3 separate regions of the Danio rerio genome follow, and regions 1 and 2 are each linked to region 3. Evidence: chromatin contacts called from public HiCAR-type and HiChIP or PLAC-seq data. All regions are on one chromosome and are shown on one strand. The core of a region is the stretch at or near the end of the contact, and the rest is flanking DNA. Distances in the headings are between cores, read along the strand shown. Region 1 overlaps fam49ba (family with sequence similarity 49 member Ba). Region 2 holds the start of fam49ba (family with sequence similarity 49 member Ba). Region 3 holds the start of mycb (MYC proto-oncogene, bHLH transcription factor b).

Evidence for each region. HiCAR-type assays count read pairs that join an accessible place to other places. HiChIP or PLAC-seq counts read pairs in DNA pulled down with a chosen protein or histone mark.
Region 1: a contact with region 3 is called in a HiCAR-type map of caudal fin, with 6 times the contacts expected there. The contact joins the enhancer-like site here to the promoter of mycb in region 3. A contact is called at or near these places in 4 of 18 Hi-C or Micro-C datasets (caudal fin, embryo, hematopoietic stem cells and 1 more) and 4 of 4 datasets of contacts at active chromatin or transcription factors (caudal fin, embryo, gastrula embryo and 1 more).
Region 2: a contact with region 3 is called in an H3K4me3 HiChIP or PLAC-seq map of gastrula embryo, with 11 times the contacts expected there. The contact joins the promoter of fam49ba here to the promoter of mycb in region 3. A contact is called at or near these places in 3 of 18 Hi-C or Micro-C datasets (caudal fin and embryo) and 3 of 4 datasets of contacts at active chromatin or transcription factors (caudal fin, embryo and gastrula embryo).

What each region holds. Positions count from the first base shown.
Region 1 is chr2:35,201,222-35,203,921 of GRCz12tu, reverse strand. fam49ba (family with sequence similarity 49 member Ba) reads left to right here. Exons shown (of 11, transcript NM_200070.3): 5 at 1,292-1,428. Among named protein-coding and RNA genes, the nearest start is that of fam49ba, 30 kb to the left of the region's middle. Within about 2 kb of position 1,386, at least 7 of the 62 cell types and tissues checked have an H3K27ac peak or open chromatin away from gene starts, as enhancers often do.
Region 2 is chr2:35,231,391-35,234,090 of GRCz12tu, reverse strand. fam49ba (family with sequence similarity 49 member Ba) reads left to right here and starts at 1,360. Exons shown (of 11, transcript NM_200070.3): 1 at 1,360-1,736.
Region 3 is chr2:34,985,459-34,988,158 of GRCz12tu, reverse strand. It overlaps mycb (MYC proto-oncogene, bHLH transcription factor b), which reads right to left and starts at 1,398. Exons shown (of 3, transcript NM_200172.1): 1 at 1,236-1,398; 2 at 405-1,059; 3 at 1-182. The coding sequence starts at 1,050. It overlaps LOC141378369 (a long non-coding RNA gene), which reads left to right and starts at 1,721. Exons shown (of 3, transcript XR_012392753.1): 1 at 1,721-1,824.

The DNA.
Region 1 (2,700 bases), core at 137-2,636, 220 kb before region 3:
AAACCCAGTTTATTTCACCACATCCAGCAAAACACAGCTCTCGTCATCTGCAACCGCACACGCCCCAGATCTACTGTATCACAGTAGTATTATTCCTAAAATGAATATGTTTTATGGAAGGTACACTATAGCTTTAAAGGTTTAGGTTTAGGTCTATATATATATTTTTTTAACTATTATATTATATTATATTATATTATATTATATTGCAGTTTAAAATTTTCTTTTTAGGGAAAAGGAATAGTAAACATTGACATGAGGAAATATTATTTTTCAATTTTATTTAAAATGTTTTGCATTTCCCCATTATATTTTTCTGTGTGCTTGCAAAATAAAAATGGCTGCAAAATATGCTGGTGCTAGGGAGGTAATATTGACAATTCAATTATTTTTTTATTTAACAATGATTATTAAACAATATTTTGCTGTGTGTATTTTTTACTAGTACATTTTTAAGGCTTGTCATGGATAAATAATTTGAGATCTAAAAAGCCAGTGACTAGTGGCAGTATTTATTGAACGGATGGTTGAATCAAACGATATCCAAGTGAAAAAAAGTCAGTTAGCTTTATTTTCAATTCAACCACATGTACATATTGAGAATCGAAATTGCGTAACTCTCAGTCCAACACATAATATTAATACAAAAGTAGACATTTTAAAAAGAAATTACAAAATCTACAATTATGCATATTATATCATTAAAATATATATATGTAAAAACTAAAAATTGTAAACAACACAATTACACTTAAGGATTTGTTCAAAATCTGAATCATTCAGCTGCTGTGTTGCTTAGAGATGTGACAACATTCTGCACTGCCTTTGGCTTTTTTTGCTGGCAAAACTGATAAAGCAATCTGTCTAAAATGTTGCTCACTATACAAAAAAAAAAACATACAGGTATGTTTTGCTCTCAGAACTTTATTTTATTTCTCTGAAGAAAAACAATTGTAATTTTTTTGTGCAGTCTGTCATTGCGTGTTAGTCTGTTCAGAATTGAGGGTCTGATGTTGAGAAATAGGTCATGACCTAATTAAACATGACATGGCCCTTAATCACAGATCAACAGCAGCCAATGGCAGCGCTGTCTCTGGAGGAGAGGCTCTGGTGAAACATGAAAGGGTCAGACTGACCTAACATTTCTCTGTCAAACACACTGCTGTGTTCCTCTGCCAGACCCTCTGTTTCTGTGCCTGTTTTACATCAAAACATGGAGAGCATAACCCAGTATTATGTGTACAGTCTCCTTCATGAGCATTAGCGCTGGTGTTTCTTCTGTCTCTTGCAGAAGACACTCTGCAGAACCTGCTGGAGTACCTCACCAGCTCACGCTGCAGCCCAACTCAGCATCTGGAGCAGGAGCAGGCTCTGGCACGCCAGTTTGCTGAGATTTTACATTTCACGCTGCGCTTCGATGAGCTCAAGGTAACCAAGCAACCTCAGGTCACACCCATGCTGCACATTTTCCTAGTCTGTTCCTCTGTGGAATCATCTCTTCCTAACACTGGATACAGCACATGATTTTAGATGCGTTTCACTCGCCAGCAGATTTCTGAAACTAACGCTGTTAGCTCATGTGAGTGAAGATTGGATGTGTGAATTATTAACGATCCAATATGAGGCTCTATTTCCACCTGGTACAGCTAGCATGCATTTTCAGCTGACATTATAGTTTATATCTGATATTAACATCCAATGCATTCCTTGTCATTCGAGGTTTTCTTCATGGTGTTTTTGAGGCTGTTTGAATGCATTCAGCCACATGTAAACAGTTTGATCAAATGCTATTTTAACTAACTCTCAAAGTGGTCAACTTAAGGAAGCATCATCTGCTTCTGTTAGAAACACATCTTAAAAGGATCCGCTGTGTAAAACATATGCTGGATAAGTTGGCGGTTCATTCCGCTGTGGCGGCCCCAGATTAATAAAGGGACTCAGCCGAAAAGAAAATTAGTGAATAAATGAACAGCTTAAAGGGATAGTTCACCTAAAAATAAAACTTCTGTCATTAACGCACTCTTCGCTTGTTTCAAATGTTATAGGTTTCTGTTAAATACAAAAGAAGGTCTATTGAATAATACCTGTAACCATTGACTTTCATTGTGTTTTTCTGTGGAAGTCAATAGTTACAGCTTTTCAGCTTTCTTCAAAATATCTTCTTTTGTGTTCAACAGAAGATAGAAACTCACAAAGGTTGAGAACCATTTGAGGGTAAAAAAATATTGACTACATTTTTATTTTTGGGTGAACAATCCCTTTTATACCAATTTTCTTGCTGCAATTATTTGTTGAATCTTAAATCAAGATGTATGGATATTACACTATTCACTTAAGCTACAGAAAATGTACTTTAACATCTATAATAACCAAAAAAAAAAGTGGCTCAGTGATTAGAACTCACATCAAGAAGGTCGCTGTTTTGAGTCCTAGCTGGGTCAGTTGGCATTTCATTGAGAAGTGTGCATGTTCTCCCTTTGATGGCGTGCGTTTCCTCTGGAAAGACCATCTAAACATACAGTATGCGGTATAGGTGAATAGTGTACAGTATGTGTGTAAATGTGTATGGATGTTTCCCAGCACTGGGTTACAGCTGGAAGGGCATGCACTGCGTAAAATGTATGCTGGATAAGTTGGCGGTTCATTCTGCTGTGGTGACCCCTGATAAATGAAGGGACTTAGCCGAAGGAAAATGAATGT
Region 2 (2,700 bases), core at 111-2,610, 250 kb before region 3:
CGGATTAATAAAGGGACTAAGGGACTAATGGTCTGCATAATCACACTTTTTGAGGTACCAAAAACATTTGTTAAATACATAGAAGAAATATGAATCAAGTACTTATTTTTCAAATACACATTTATCACATAATATATCACTAGAAAAAAAAAGGAGTAACAGTTTTAAATGAAAAAGAAAAAAAACATTTTATTAAAACACAAGTTTATTAAAAGTATTAAAATAAATTTTATAGGCCACTTTTGGTGCTTTAAACCCTTTATTTTAGTGCTTTAAAAGTTAGGCTACTTGTAGTGAAAGATGACTTCACTTTCGTCATATTGTATGTTTTCTTGCACAGCTGGATGTTTTTTTTTGCGTTCATTGGAAGCCTTCAAAACATTCAAAATAAGACAAATGAGCTCATGTAGATAATATTTTAAATAATTTAAAATTGTTACTTTATTATTTTTTGTGTTTTTAATAACTTTTCATGATGAAGAAATAAAGCTTCACTTCGATCTGACAAACTGTTTTTTATAAAGTGAAATTGACAATCTGACAAACAATACAACTACTGTATTACTAAATTAACATGCAAAATATTACTTATAAATCATCATTTAATATGCTATTAATATTGAAGTTTAATATTAGATCTTTCTAATGACAGAAAACCCACTTTGGTTTGGGAATTACACCAAACCCACAACTTCACCTGTTGTAATATGTTTGAAATGTTTCTATATTTTATTTCTAAGTATAAATTAACTTTAGCTTGTTTCAGATGAAGCATTTGGCAATTTCATCGATTTCATAATAGTTAAACTAGAATAAAATCAGTTAATAAATACAACTATACACATATTTAAAATATAAGCTACAATGCAAACATGCCAAATTCAAACTAATAAAACCTGATTTATATATGATCAATTTAACATGGAAAACACCAAACATTGATAATACAACTATATTTTAAATGATGTATACTTATTAAAATATATATTTTTTCTATTAATAACTTCTTATGTTGAAGATGTAGAGCTTCACTTGGATCTGACAACCTGTTTGCCTTTTATAAAAGTGACATTGACAATTGTTTCCTCAAAAAGTTAAAAACAATGATATTTCTATAATTTATTTATTTACAATATCATCAATAATTAACAATGAATGTTGTAAATCTGACAAACAAGACTTATGTATTACTAAATCAACATGCATGCAATGTATTACTAACGAATGTAAGCAAGTTTAATATTAGGTTTCTTAAATATTTGAACTCTTTCTAATGACAAAATACCTACGCTTTGAGAATTACAACAGACCCACAACTTCACTTGCTGTAATGAGTAAGCAATTCAAAATATAAACCCCAAACAATCCATCACCATCATCTTTGCTTCGTCGACAACGCGCGCGTTTTGTCGCTCTCCTCGCTCTCAGTCTGTTACCAGCAGCTTATCTGAGCTCAAAACAACATGACTGAAAGCAAAATTATCCACAACAGACACAAAGACCGCTACTAGACGCATAGTAAAACTAGTCTGCTTCCTCTCTCGAAATCAATTCCTTTTATAGATGTAGGCAGAGCCTCTTTAGCGCTCAACCTGCGCGTCAAACGCAACGCTTCTGATGGGCCAATCCGGAAAATGTAGACACACACACGCCACATCTTCACAATGATCCGCTGAGCAGGGTGTTCTTCAGCGGTTCCCCATATTTACATTTCTCTCAGTTCACTGGAAATTAAGGTAAGAATCGTGGATTAACGTGCAATTTGCTTTCCATTATGAGCCTGACACCTGGCGCGAGGCAATGCTTGTTTCTTTCAGGTCACAGGTGACACGACTCCTAAACTTTAGCGACATTAAATGAAAGTAAAGCTGAAAGTAAAGCTCACTCATACTTTAAATATTTAAGATGTGCAATTTTAAGCTTTTACGTTACTTCAGAAAGTCCGTTTGAGGAAAAGACTTTCGCTCAGTTTTCACTTGACTTCAGGTGCGTTCTCTTTGTATTGGACAGAGGTCACAGATACATGTTTTTTTTTTTTTTTTTTTGGCGTTATATGTATCATATTTCCGTGTTGTGTAACTTACACTTGTTTTATGCGTATTTACTTGCTGCTGAGCAAAAACTAAGTGAAGTTTTTGTGTTAAAAACCGACACTGCTTTTAAGAAGAGAAGCATGGGTGCGAGTTTTCAGACTTCCTCTGTGTTCAAATAGATCATGCCACTTCCTGATTTTGTTTATTCAAAACACCATTTCATTTCACAGCAAGTTCCTACATTTCTCTTTCAGCCATGTTCCCGTCTAGATTATTCGATGTCTGAATCCGAAGATGTGTTTTTGACACGATTTGTGCCTGTTTTAGATATGCTAAGAAATCTAACATTAGGCTGTTTTGATATGCAGATTGTTAAAATGACTAATTTATTGGTTCATTCAGAAAAAAAAACCGGTAAACAGATTTCCCACACTTTTAGGCCAATGAACTTCCATACCTTCTGATGACCTTTCGATATATTTGTGATGATTAAACATGATTTTTTTTAAAGATAATTTAGATTCAGGTATAATTTCTTATTAATTCTATAACTAACTGGTTTAACTCTTAATTTGGATCAAATGTAAACGAACCACACAAAGATTAGATTAGAAGATTAAGCCTTTAACGTTACTTGTTCATTAGTAGTTCTTTTTCAAGTTAATTA
Region 3 (2,700 bases), core at 149-2,648:
CTCATTCCGCGTGGACGGATGGGCGGCGTAGTTGTGTTGGTGAATGTTAACGTGACACCGCTTGAGGACGACCGGGCTTTGATGCGTTGCGTTCGCGTCAGACTTTTTCACCGACTTTCTCTTTTCCACCGTGACCACGTCAATTTCTTCCTCCTCTTCTTCATCTTCATCATCTTCGTCATCTGTTTGGGTTTAAAAGCAAAAAATGCGTCAATTTGACAACCTAGCGTAGAATAAAGTGCAGTGGGCGGGAGCGTCCCCTCACGCTGCAGTCCAGGATTAACGCTTTAACCGCCACCAACTTCATGAGTAAAATGCCAATTATGTCTCATACATTAAAAACCATACAACCATAAGCTGAACTACCAAGTTGGTAGTTCTGATAGGAGTTAAATAACACTCACCGGATTCGCTGTCACTACTGCTGCTGCTACTCCCACTGTTTGGCGGAGTATCCAGTGGAAGTGTTGTGGAAGCCGGCGTGGGCGCGGGTTTGCACGGCTTTGTGCTGTCCGTCAGTGGAAAGGGAAACACCACGGACGGGTCAATGCACTGGGAGGCAGGGGTGCTCATGTCCTGGAGGAAGCCGACAGACCGACAGATGTCCGCGGACTCGGTCCTGGATGACTCCTTCCTCGCCGCCTGGAGCGACGCTAATCTCTCCGACACCACCTTCTCCAGCTTAGCCGCTGCGGAGAAACCGCTCCACATACAGTCCTGAATGATAATCGATTTCAGAAACGACTGGGAGTAGTCCGCGTCACAAATAATGCTGTGGTTGACCACATCGTCCCCCAAAAACTCCGACACCATCTCGAGCTTGTCGGCTGTGGACGGGAAGGGGTCTGACAGGGAGGGTCGCCGGCTCGGGGAGAGCGGAGGGGTGGGCAGCAGTTCAAATTTCTTCCATATATCCTCACTGGGCGCCGGTGGCTGTCCGTGCTGATGGTTATAGAAATCCTCGTCCTCGTTGTCAAAATAGAAATAGGGCTGGTAGGAGTCGTAGTCGTAATCATAATTTTTACACTCCATACTTGAATTCAGCGGCATGGTGAGTGCCTGTGAAGAAGAAGGCATGGTTAAAGTCTCGCTCTTTAAATGTTAACACAAATGTTAATCATCCTAAACACAACTTCAATCAGTCGTCTCCTGGATTTACTAATGATGCGTCAGACAAGTCGCGTAAACTTATCTGAACCGCCAGATACAAGTAGGTAAATAAACAGAGCACTCACCGTAGCCGTGGTAAAAGCTGAATGAACACTGACAATATGGTCAGATGTCAGCGTGAGCGTGAACTATCAAGTGAAAGTAAGTCCAAAAGTGGGAGTGGGTCGCGCCGCTGAACCTGCGCACTTCTGCAGCACCCGTGCGGCTGCTTGTCATTTACTGCAAGATTTCGAACAGCTGCTCCCGCGGGTTTTAATACAACGGATTGTTATTCCTCCCCCTACTATTGATATCCATGCGCCGTTCCCGCCAAACGCTCACGGCGTAGAATGATGAACACAACGCCAGCTTTACTTATTAGCTATTTTATAAACCCATAACTTAATGACATAAGAGTATATATAAAGACATGAATGTAGCAATAAAGAAAAACGCTTTAAAAGACGAGCATGTTTAATAAAGACGAGTTATACATGGAACTACTTGTCATAGTGTTCTTCCGCGGGGCGGAGCTTTAGATGAAAACACCGCACACTGAGCTGTGCTTGACGATGATTCCGAGAATCCACGGAGTTGAGTCGGTACAACAACGCACACAGCACCTCTTATTTACACGGATACAAGCCCAACAGACAGCTCTGTCAAAAGGATGATGTAATGTATAATAATCACAATATAAATGTGACGAACAAAAGAAATGTAATGAATGGCTTCTGAAGATTAAAAAAAACAATTTCAGAGAATTAGAAACTCTTCTATTGTACTATTTTTAACAATTACTGCCAGCTTATTCTAATTTACTCCTTATTCCACATCTGTTTATGATGTATGTTATATTGTAAAACAAATCAATATTAGAGTGTGTTTGATAGCTGATCATCAGAATGAGACTGATGTGGAGTTTGATCTTGACCTGATGAAGGAGCAAGCCTGTCATGGTTTCTGCTTCCAGACGCGGTTCGTGCTTCCCTCTGCTGGCTGTATCTAAAAACTGAGTTAGATTAAATATCTTGAATTTATCTGCAGTCATTAAATTGTCTTTTATATAAATTAAAATGTTTACAGTTAAAGAGAATTTACACTAGTATTATTTAGCCCACTTATGTCTGGGGGATTTTTAAAAAATATATTTAGGAAAAAATGTTTAAAGACAGTGCACGGTTTATTAATTTTCTTTTTAAAATTAGTCCCTTTATCAGGGGTTGCCACAGCGGAATGAACCACCAACTTTTAAACACTGTTAAATAGATTATTGCAATCCTAATAATCCTAAAGTCTTTCTAGCATTTTTCAGAATGTAATGTAATGACCTGGTTTTATATATATATATATATATATATATATATATATATATATATATATATATATATATATATATATATATATATATATATATATACGATTCAAACGTCTGTGATTGGTATATTGCATTTACATTTTTTATAACAATAATAGAAAAAAAATCTAAATCGAAAATTCTATTTAATTTAAATGTATTTTTTCCCTGTGACCAAAAAGCCGAATTTACAG